2 separate regions of the Bos taurus genome follow, and region 1 is linked to region 2. Evidence: chromatin contacts called from public Hi-C data. All regions are on one chromosome and are shown on one strand. Each heading gives the region's core, a stretch centred on a gene start, on an enhancer-like site or on the middle of the called end of the contact. The rest is flanking DNA. Distances are from core to core; before and after follow the strand shown.

Region 1 (5,987 bases), core at 1,845-4,344, 160 kb before region 2:
GAAAGTTCCAGAAAAACATCTATTTCTGCTTTGTTGACTATGCCAAAGCCTTTGACTGTGTGGATCACAATAAACTGTGGAAAATTCTGAAAGAGGAATACCAGACCACCTGACCTGCCTCTTGTGAAACCTGTATGCAGGTCAGGAAGCAACATTTAGAACTGGACATGGAACAACAGACTGGTTCCAAATAGGAAAAGGAGTACGTCAAGGCTGTATATTGTCACCCTGCTTATTTAACTTATACGCAGAGTACATCATGAGAAACGCTGGGCTAGAGGAAGCACAAGCTGGAATCAAGATTGCCGGGAGTAATATCAATAACCTCAGATATGCAGATGACACCACCCTTATGGCAGAAAGTGAAGAAGAACTAAAGAGCCTCTTGATGAAAGTGAAAGAGGAGAGTGAAAAAGTTGGTTTAAAACTCAACATTCAGAAAACTAAGACCATGGCATTCGGTCCCATCACTTCATGGCAAATAGATGGGGTAACAGTGGAAACAGAGGCAGATTTTATTTTTCTGGGCTCCAAAATCACTGCAGATGGTGACTACAGCCATGAAATTAAAAGACGCTTACTCCTTGGAAGGAAAGTTATGACCAACCTAGACAGCATATTAAAAAGCAGAGACATTGCTTTGCCAACAAAGGTCTGTCTAGTCAAGGTTATGGTTTTTCCAGTAGTCATGTATGGATATGAGAGTTGGACTATAAAGAAAACAGAGTGCCGAAGAATTGATGCTTTTGAACTGTGGTGTTGGAAAAGACTCTTGAGAGTCCCTTGGACAGCAAGGAGATCCAACCAGTCCATCTAAAGGAAATCAGTCCTGGGTGTTTATTGGAAGGACTGATGTTGAAGCTGAAACTCCAATACCTTGGCCACCTGATGCGAAGAGTTGACTCATTGGAAAAGACTCTGATGCTGGGAGGGATTGGGGGCAGGAGGAGAAGGGGACGACAGAGGATGAGATGGTTGGATAGCATCACCGACTTGATGGACATGAGTTTGGGTGAATTCCAGGAGTTGGTGATGGACAGGGAGGCCTGGCGTGCTGCAGTTCATGGAGTCACAAAGAGTCAGAAACAACTGAGCATCTAAACTGAACTGAATTCAGAAAAGAAGGGAGATCTGTTCCTAACCTGGCAGTGCTAGTCCTTGTAGGCAGTGGCACAAGCCATGTAAGGGTCCCTGGAGGAATAACCTCGGGAGCAACCTCTACCAACATTGGTAATAGGTCCTAACCCTGATACCCAACTGGAAGGAATGACTGACTATACCAGGAACCAACTCATAGAAAGGTACACCTGAACTAAATTTGGATTTTATTGCTTTCAAACCCCCCTTTGGCTGGAACAACAGTATAATTAACATATCACTGATTTTGTAATGAAAATTCAGTCCTCCTTCCCAATACAGACTGAAGATAATGGGAAGGTTCTAAGGATAGAGGAAAACGAAATTTATTGATTTGACAGCAAATGAGGACAGTAGCAGACTAACTTCCTGAAAATTACCGTCCTGCTTTCTGGGAGAAACCAGGAGTATTTAAGGAAAGTCTTGAGACTGGGGTTAAAAGGAACAAGCAAAACTAGCAAGAAGGCCCGCCAGCATTAATCAGTAACAAAGAATGCAAATTTAGTTCCCAGCAACACAAGGGGAAGATAGGAAAAACAGTTTTAGAAATCATCTATCAAAACAGTTTTAACCTTGTGGCCCTTTTACAGTTGGGAGGATGTTACTTCTTTTCATTTGCTTATTAAGAGACATTATCCCGTATACTAGGAACTTGGGAAATACTGTTACTATAAATTATAATTTCTGCAGTGAACCTGTATTTAAAAAATTACTGTACTGGCAAAGACAGTCTCAGTCTCTGGGCATAATTTACCCGGAAACGAGAATTTTGTTAAGGATTGGAGAAGGCAATGGCAACCCACTCCAGTATTCTTGCCTGGAAAATCCCATGGATGGAGGAGCCTGGTAGGCTGCAGTCCATGGGGTCGCTAAGAGTCGAGGACGACTGAGCGACTTCACTTTCACTTTTCACTTTCATGCATTGGAGAAGGAAATGGCAACCCACTCCAGTATTCTCGCCTGGAGAATCCCAGGGACAGAGGAGCCTGGTGGGCACAAAGTCGGACACGACTGAAGCGACTTAGCAGCAGCAGCAGAGAAAGAGAAGCTAAAGGGAGAGGAGCTAAGAAAGGGCTAGGGCACCGTGATGCCTCGAAAGAGGTGGACAGAAATGGGTTCTACAGCCTAAGAGAAGAGATGCGCCTGACAGGAGGGAAGGGGAAAAACTTTAGGTCAAGTGGTAGAATGAGACATGAGGTTGAACGAGTTAATCAGGGCCTATTTGTCTGTGTAAACAATTTGCTGAGTCCAGCCCCAGTCAGGGTAGCAGCCGGACCAGGCGCCCCAGGTAACGCAAGCAGCCAGAAAAGGAGGCTGGGACGGAGGGCGGAGAGGCCGCCGCGGTCAGGGGTGAATCACGAATAAACAGCCGCGGGTACTGAGCCAACGAGCCCCACAAGCCGAGAGCAGTGCCGGATGTGGCGACACTGAGCAGGGCGTCCCTTTCAGCCAATAGCCGCGCGGTCCGCCGTCCGACGGTGACCGGAGCGGTACCTGGGGAGAAAAGGCGGGAGGCCCATGAGGCGCGAGAAAGGACCACCCTTCCACGCCATTACGCGAGTTACCAGAGCAGTGTACCGGAGGACCCGCGTCTCTTTCAGCTTCCCTTCCGCGGGTTAACTAATTCAGAGACACCACGCCTTCAACCTGTGGACTGCCTCATGCCGGAAGCTGCCCCCAGTAAAGATGGCGCACAGGCAACGAGGAAAAGCCTGAAGTAGGCGGGAAAGGAGGAGCCGGCAGAGGGCGTGCCGGGGCGTGTCCTGGCGGCCGAGGTCCGAATGGGCGTGGCCATCCGCCCCTACTGGGCTTTCGATCTATGAGGCTCACAAGCTGCAGCCAACCGAGTCCCTCCGTCGTCTCCTGGAGGCGGGTCGCCACTGGCCCCGCCCCCGTCGGATCACTCCCTTTTGGAAGGTTATCACCTGAGTTTTCAAGATTTGAGTGGGGTTGGGCCACTAACCTCCAGTCCCTCTGCGATGGAGGGCGCGCAGGAGAGCCCCGCGGAGTCTGGTTCCTCCGTCCCGTGGTCCGAAGAGCCTGCTGGCTCGGCCAAGGTTCCCGAGGTGTCGCTTTCGGAGGAGTCGGAGGGCTGTACCCGGCCCCTGGAGGCGACCCCCCCAAAGCTTTGTGGATATTTAAGTAAGTTTGGTGGCAAGGGGCCCATCCGGGGCTGGAAATCCCGCTGGTTCTTCTTCGACGAGAGGAAATGTCACCTGTATTATTCGCGGACCGCGCAGGATGCGAATCCGTTGGACAGCATCGACCTCTCCAGTGCGGTGTTTGATTGCAAGGCGGACGCCGAGGAGGGGACTTTCGAAATCAAGACTCCCAACAGGATAATTACCTTGAAGGTAAATGGAGCACTGTTTTCCCTTTTTGGCCGGGATGGGATCCCAGGGCACCGCTGAGCACGGGTGGGTGGTCACAATAAACTTACCATAATCACCGACCCCGATCACCTCAGTGAACCCTGGGTGCCCAGGGTTTTGTGTTTTTCAAAGCGCATTCACACCCATTTCCTCATTAGATTCCTGCAGTAAAGGCCGGGATGATGGACCTATATTACGGATCAAAAAACTGAGTCATAAAGGGGTAAAGGGACTGGTTTGAGTCACACCACTAAAAAGTAGTGTAGCCCACACTTGGAATCTCATAGCTTCCCTACTTCTCAGTACCTTATCAAAACTTTTAGGATACAGTCCATTGGGTTGCAAAACAGTCAGACAAAACTTAACCAGCTTAACAACAAAAAACTAGGCAGTTACCATAACTTTCTTACTTAGGGCTGAAGTATAGTCAAGATATGAGCTTTACAATCCTCTTTCAAGGCCTGGATTCTGAATTACTTTTCTTGATGTTGTAGCCAAGGGGAGTGAATGCTGAGAAAACATTGGCAGAGATTGGGAGATAAACACTTAGGTTTCACTGATCAACCTACATTGTTCATTGAAGCATAGCCAAACCTGTTTTCTCATCAGTAAGTTCTGTTTTATTATCATATTTAACTGGAAAAGCCTGAAGCATTGCAAAGGCCATGCGCTTTGAAATCAGACAGGCTTGGATTCAAATTCTGCATCAGCTACTTACTAACTGTGTGACTCTGGGCAAGTTAACCTCTTAGTACCGAGGTAGTTTGTGAGACTAAAACAAGGTATGTAAGCACCTGGCACATCACAAGTTGCGGAATTAATCTCAGCCTATACTACTGCTGGCATCTAGTGGGTGCACAATACGTATTTGTTGACTGAGCACACATAGTAACAGAACCAAGGTCAGAAACTTCTTGTCCAGTGAAAGTGCCTAGAACTTAACTGGAAAGAAAGATTGGTGTGGGCTAGGAGTTCTGGAATTCACACTCAGAGAGGAGTGTGCCAGTAGACTGCTTCCCTCCCACCTCTACTTCCAGCCAATGGAGAATCTATTGAGCCCCCTGGATATAGCTCACAGCTTTTAGTTGCACTTTAATGACTAGGCCAGTCTTGTGACCAGGCTGCAGTGGGGGGTGGGTGACAGTCCATCAGGAGAAAATGATGGCTGAGCTGTAGCATTGGGGAAGGAGACATATGCAGGTGGCTATGGATATGAGAGAGGAGTCAAGGATGGCTTGTGTAACTGGCTGACTGCCTGGTTGGGCCAGTCACTGACAGGAGGGAACCCCAATTGAGGAAACAACAGGACATGCAGTCATATGTCCCCTTGGTAGATTCTTAAGTTTCAAGAGGAGAGGGGCCATGTGGGCTCACCAGTGTCTCCACTGCCTACCACAGTCCCTGACACATACCATAGATGCTCAATATACACATGTCCAGAGAATTAATAAAATGGGATGTTTGGGTATGAGTGGGAGTTTGTGAGCACAAGGTCATGGTGAAGCCCTGGAAGAAGCTGAGGTCTCTCAGGGAAAGCTTTGATATATAGAAAGAGAATGGTGGACAGCATTTTATCTGATTTGATCCCTCCATGGCAGGCTGAGGGCCCCTTTCATGGAGCCTCCTGCCTTCTGCACACCTCACCCCTGGCCCTCTTGAGAAGAGGGCTTGCCCTGGTTGCTTGCTTATATTCTCACACGGCCTTGACTGTGGTCATCTCTGTGAGGCTTACCTTCCAATCCTAGCGAGCTGCCCAGCTTCTGCAGCCCATCTGATCCCAGGCCTTCTCTCTGTAAGTCACACTCTCCTGGCCATAAATTATAACAGGTCTCTGGCTTAGAAGTGGGAGACCTGGGTTCTGGGACCAGCTCTACCACCACCTGCCTGGGCCACCTCACAGCCTTAGTTTCTCCAAGTTTCTCCATCTATAGCAGGGGCCAAGCACTCCTGCCCTGCTTCCCCAGTGGAGGATCAGGCAACGTAATGGATGTGAGAGTAGGTGTGTGGACCATCCAGTACCAGGGGACTGATGACCAGTGTCAGGTGTACCTTGTGTGGGCTGCCTGGAGGTGCCACTGAATTGTTGTTGAGCGCATGTGACTTTCCAGGTCCCAGTCGTATCATCCTCAGAAAGGGGGGGATTCTCCTCACTCCACAAAGTTGACTAGGACACTGAGATGTCACACAAGAAGGTAGTGATGCTACCCGGGCCCCAGCCAAGTCAGAATTTCAAAGCTCTCTCCCTCTCTCTCAATGTCTCCAAACTCTTTTATCCAGTGAGCACATTTGGAGCTCCTGCTGCATGTCAGGAACTCTGCTGGACACTTTCCTTCCCTCATTTCACCCTTATAACCACCTTATGGACCGAGTGTTATCATCACCATAGTACAGATGAAAACACTGAGGCCCAGAAAGGTTAAGATATCTCTGAGTGGAAGATCAGAGCCTGGTTATCTTCTATGACTGAGGAGCATGTGG
Region 2 (5,305 bases), core at 1,919-4,418:
AGAAGAGAAACAGAAGCAAGGAAGTCTCAAAAGAAGAAAAGGCTGGGGATAGGAGTTCCCCTCTGTTTTTCCCTCTTAAAATGTAAAAAAAAAAAAAGGCAGGGGGGACTTTGCTTTACATTATACTATTAAAAATAATTAATCAAACAATCAAGATTTTAAGTTGTATAACTCAGCAGAGGATATGAGCACTGGACCAGAATTTAGGGGGAAAAGAATCTGCCTTAACTCTGACTCTCCTAGATAAGTCACTCCCTATCTCTGGCCTCAGTTTCTCTATCTGTACAAATGGCCATGTGGAACAGCTCCAAGGCCTATAACTTTCTGAGGAGCCCCTGATGGGGGTGGCTGTTAGCTGTTCTGCACATGTGGTTTCTATATGGCATCTTGTTTGAACAAGAGATTCTGGGGTAACGGCAAGCAGAAAAATTTAGAAATGCCCCAGCTTTACTGAACAGAAGCTATAATATAAAAGCTGGATTATCTGACTCTAAAAGCTATAATTTTATTGCCAGTCAGCCTCCAAGCTCTCAAAATTGTTTTTTTTTTTTAATCACTCGGTAGAAAGATTAAGGGAAACTCTCTCAAGTCTCAGCTCACTGACACTGCTACAGACACACAGGTCAAACCTGGGCTCCAGAAACGTCTGTGCTCAGAGCGTCACTTTCACTCCTGGAAAAGCCACAAAATGGCATGGTCAAAACTTGATGCTAGAAAGAAGTTCAAAGAACATTAGACCTGAAAGTGACCTTGGACGACAGAGTCCTCATTGTCTAGATAAAGACCCCAAGGCCTAGAGGGACCTGACCAAAACTGTGCGGAGACTCTGGCAGAGGTGGCCAGAGGGCTTTCCTGGAGGCTGCACGACATGGTCTTCCTAGCGCAATGCTTCCCTCCTTTGCTTCTCATGTCTGCCTCAAGAAGCAGACTTACGCTCAAGAGGTTACAAAGCTTGTCTCCGTCTAGGCAAACCTTCCCTTTATAGGAAGTAGTAAAGTGAAGTAAAACAGCAGAAAGTACTAATGAGGAGAGATCAGAGAAAGTTCTACCACATCCCACACGACAGCAGTTGTACTGGGAGGACAGAAAGTTCCTCCCCTTCTTTTCTCCACTTCTTTCGTAAATGAGGTACATTTCTGTATCTGTTTAATGCTATGGTCAACTCTAGGTTCAGAAAACACAATCACTGTCCCTGTTTTACCCCACTGCTGATGGTTTCTTTGTTCAAGCTTTTATTGCTTCTCTACTGGCAAAAAAGCAAACTGACAAATAAGTCAAGGTGTAACACACCCTTTGCATCAAATTTGAAAGTTAGGTGGTGCATTTAAGGCACTTGACCCAGTAAGCATTAAAAAATGTTAGCAATTGTTACTCTTTAAAAGTGTATTTTACTTTTTAGATTTCACCCATAAGTGATAACATATAGTATTTGTTTTTCTCTGACTTGTTTCATTAAGCATAGTATCCTCCAGGTCCATTTACATTGTTGTAAATGACAGAATTTCACTCTTTTTTATGGCTGAATAATATTCCATTGTGCATACACACTATATCTTTATCCATTCGTTTGTTGATGGAAACTTAGGTTTCAAACAGACTCACAGATCTAGAGAACAAACAAATGGATACCAGTGGGGAGAGGGAAGGAGTGATGGACAAGAAAGGGGTGTGGGATTGAGAAGTACCGTCTACTATGTATAAAATAAATGAGCAACAAGGATATACTTTACAGCACAGGGAAATACAACTATTATTTTGCAATAACTTTAAATGGAAGAGTATAATCTATAAAAATATTGAATCACTATGTTGTATACCTGAAACTAATATTATTGCAAATCAATTATACTTCAATGATTAAATAAAAATTTAAAATAAAAGTATTTCTTTTTTTTGGCCACGTGGCACCCAGGATCTTAGTTTTCCAACCAGGGATCAAATCCACATCCCCTACAGTAGAAGTAGAGTTTTAACCACTGCAGTGCCAGTGAAGTCCCCAAATAAAGTATCTTTATGATTCTGTAGGGTTCCATAAAAGCAGAGTTAAGTCCTGAAAGAGTAAAAGAAAACCTAATTATGAATGACAGAACAACTCTGGCTGAAGGGAAGTGAAAGGAAAAAAAGATTTAGTGAACTACCTCTAAATCAAGGAATCACAGTGCAGATCTTATGCTGGGGACTGAGTTTACAATGAAGAATGTGACAGGTCCCCCCTTCAGAGCACTCACAGTCTAACAGAGAAAGTTTAAACAGACATTGACAATGCAATGCCATGGGAAAAACTACAGGAACCCAACTCTGACAGGAGGAGTTGGAGAAAGCGTCCAAGAGAAGTGGGAGCATGAGCGTTCATTAACATCATATCACTAATAGCTAACATGTATTGAGTCCTATTTGCCACGTACTGTACTAAGAGCTTTACATCTTTTTTATTCTCAAAATTCTATGAAGTAATTACAAGGAATGGCAGATGAGAGAGACAACAGCAACTTCAGGAACTTCCTGGAAGTAATTCACTGTCGCAGAAAATGTCAGAGATTTAAAAAATGATAGGCTGGAAGAGGTCAGGTCATTAAAGTCTTGAAGACTTTATTAAAGGGTTTCGACTCTACAGTGGCAGTGCATAGCCACTGAAGGCTCATCAAATCTGTGTTGCAGAAAGATCATTCTGCCACCAGAAAGGGGCGAGAGAGGTCGGGTTAGGGAGCAACTGTAGTAACGCAAACAAATCAGGAGGGTGGCAAAGGGATGAAGAACAGGATTCGAAACGTTTGTTAGTGGACCTGGAGAGCTGGACGCCAGGCCAGATGCAGGGCACAGAGAGGCAGAGCGAGGATGATTCGGTCTCTGCGCAGCCCCGCCCCACCCCGGCCCAGGCCGCTCTTCCTCCAGGCCCTTCCCTACCCCGGCCCCCGCCCCCGGGCTAGTGCCCGAGTTGTCTAGACCGTCCCCTCACCTTAGCCATGCGGATCATGCGCTTGGCCACGTCCAGATCGCCCTGGTGGTTCTGGCCGATCTCGGCAATGATAAAACATGGATGGTGCCCGCCCACCCAGCGCCCAGGACACAGCTCCAGCTCCAGCGGCATGGTGGTGGCTTACGCTTCCCTGCTGCACCGCCAGTCAGGGTCCCGCCACCTCCTTAGAGCGTTAGGTCCGTAGCCCAGCGAGACCCACACACCGGCCCCGCCACGTCAGTCCTTGGCCGCCGGGCAGCCAATCCCCAAGCACGGCCTCGCTCCCGACAGCCAATCAGATTAGGGGGCGGAGCCACCCTGCAGTAGAGAGGTGCGGCGGAAAGAGGAAGTCCAACAGCCTTCTCTGGAGCTTGGAGTGCGGCTCACAGCCGCGAGCGTAACCTCTGACGGTCGTAGAGTGCCTGCATCGGTGAGCAAACATTCCCCTAAGGAGGCTGAAGGCTGGCTTCCTTGGGCGTGGAGAGAATGCGCCCTACGGTGTAATGGAAAGAATGAATTCTGGAGTTACAATTACAGAGCTGGTTCGAGCCCACCCCTGCTCTTGATCATGAATACCTTACCCTTCTGAGCTTTATTTTCCTTTTTCTCTGAACTGGAAAAATTATAGACTGTACATCCCAAGATTCGTGAGATAGCGTATAGATCACCCTGATCACAGTACTTGGCCTGTAAGCTTTCGATAAGTGGTTGCTGGTCCTATTATATGAGATGCATAAAGTTCAAAAAGTTCACTGACTTGTCCACAAGCCATCCAGAAAGCCACGGTGGAGCTGGGACTAGGACCCTGGATTGCCTTCCAGCCTAGGGCTCTTGCAGTACCCTATCAGTTGAGTCGCTTGGTCGTGTCCGACTCTTTGCGACCCCATGAATCGCAGGCCTCCCTGTCCATCACCAACTCCCAGAGTCTACCCAAACTCATGTCCATCGAGTCGGTGATGCCATCCAGCCATCTCATCCTCTGTTTTCCCCTTCTCCTCCTGCCCCCAATCCCTCCCAGCATCAGGGTCTTTTCCAATGAGTCAACTCTTCGCATCAGGTGGCCAAAGTATTGGAGTTTCAGCTTCAGCATCAGTCCTTCCAGTGAACGGCCAGGACTGATCTCCTTTAGGATGGACTGGTTGGATCTCCTTGCAGTCCAAGGGACTCTCAAGAGTCTTCTCCAACATCACAGTGCAAAAGCATCAATTCTTCAGCTCCCAGCTTTCTTCACAGTCCAACTCTCACATCCATACATGACCACTGGAAAAACCATAGCCTTGACTAGACAGACCTTTGTTCACAAAGTAATGTCTCTGCTTTTGAATATGCTATCTAGGTTGGTCATAACTTTCCTTCCAAGGAGTAAATGTCTTAATTTCATGGCTGCAATAACCATCTGCAGTGATTTTGGAGCCCAAAAAAATAAAGTCTGACACTGTTTCCACTGTTTCCCCATCTATTTCCCATGAAGTGATGGGACCAGATGCCATGATCTTCGTTTTCTGAATGTTGAGCTTTAAGCCAACTTTTTCACTCTCCTCTTTCACTTTCATCAAGAGGCTTTTTAGTTCCTCTTCACTTTCTGCCATAAGGGTGGTGTTATCTGCATATCTGAGGTTACTGATATTTCTCCCAGCAATCTTGATTCCAGCTTGTGCTTCTTCCAGTCCAGCGTTTCTCATGATGTACTCTGCATATAAGTTAAATAAGCAGGGTGACAATATACAGCCTTGATGTACTCCTTTTCCTATTTGGAACCAGTCTGTTGTTCCATGTCCAGTTCGAACTGTTGCTTTCTGACCTGTATATAGGTTTCTCAAGAGGCAGGTGAGGTGATCTGGTATTCCCATCTCTTTCAGAATTTTCCAGTTTATTGTGATCCACATAGTCAAAGGCTTTGGCATAGTCAATAAAGCAGAAATAGATGTTTTTCTGGAACCCTCTAGCTTTTTCAATGATCCAGCAGATGTTGGCAATTTGATCTCCGGTTCCTCTGGTTTTCTAAAACCAGTTTGAACATCTGGAAGTTCATGGTTCACGTATTGAAATACCGTATACTGAGTTGCAAACAAAATTGAGAAATAAGTTTGAAGGAAAAAGCAAACTTGATTCTCCTCTTGACTTCCAGAACTAATGAGCAAAGTAACAACAATGGAAGGGAGAGGAAGAGGCATTTCTGGGTGGAAGGGAGAAGGGTAGGTTGGGACACTTGGTATAAATATGCAGGTGAGGAACTTCCTTGGTGGTCCAGTGGCTAAGACCAGGCTTCTAAGGCAGGGGCCCCAGGTTCAATCCCTGGTCAGGGAACTAGATCCCACACACTGCAACTAAATATCCCACATGCTTCAA

The links. Hi-C and Micro-C count contacts between places; a contact is called where the count stands out from the background.
Region 1: a contact with region 2 is called in a Hi-C map of liver, with 2.5 times the contacts expected there. The contact joins the promoter of TBC1D2 here to the promoter of NANS in region 2. A contact is called at or near these places in 4 of 11 Hi-C or Micro-C datasets (blastocyst, liver, skeletal muscle and 1 more).

Annotation. Positions count from the first base shown.
Region 1 is chr8:63,354,874-63,360,860 of ARS-UCD2.0, reverse strand. TBC1D2 (TBC1 domain family member 2) reads left to right here and starts at 3,094. Exons shown (of 13, transcript NM_001101981.1): 1 at 3,094-3,491. The coding sequence starts at 3,117. LOC132345966 (a long non-coding RNA gene) reads right to left here and starts at 2,839. Exons shown (of 4, transcript XR_009495600.1): 1 at 2,703-2,839.
Region 2 is chr8:63,190,819-63,196,123 of ARS-UCD2.0, reverse strand. It overlaps NANS (N-acetylneuraminate synthase), which reads right to left and starts at 3,168. Exons shown (of 6, transcript NM_001046482.1): 1 at 2,957-3,168. The coding sequence starts at 3,088.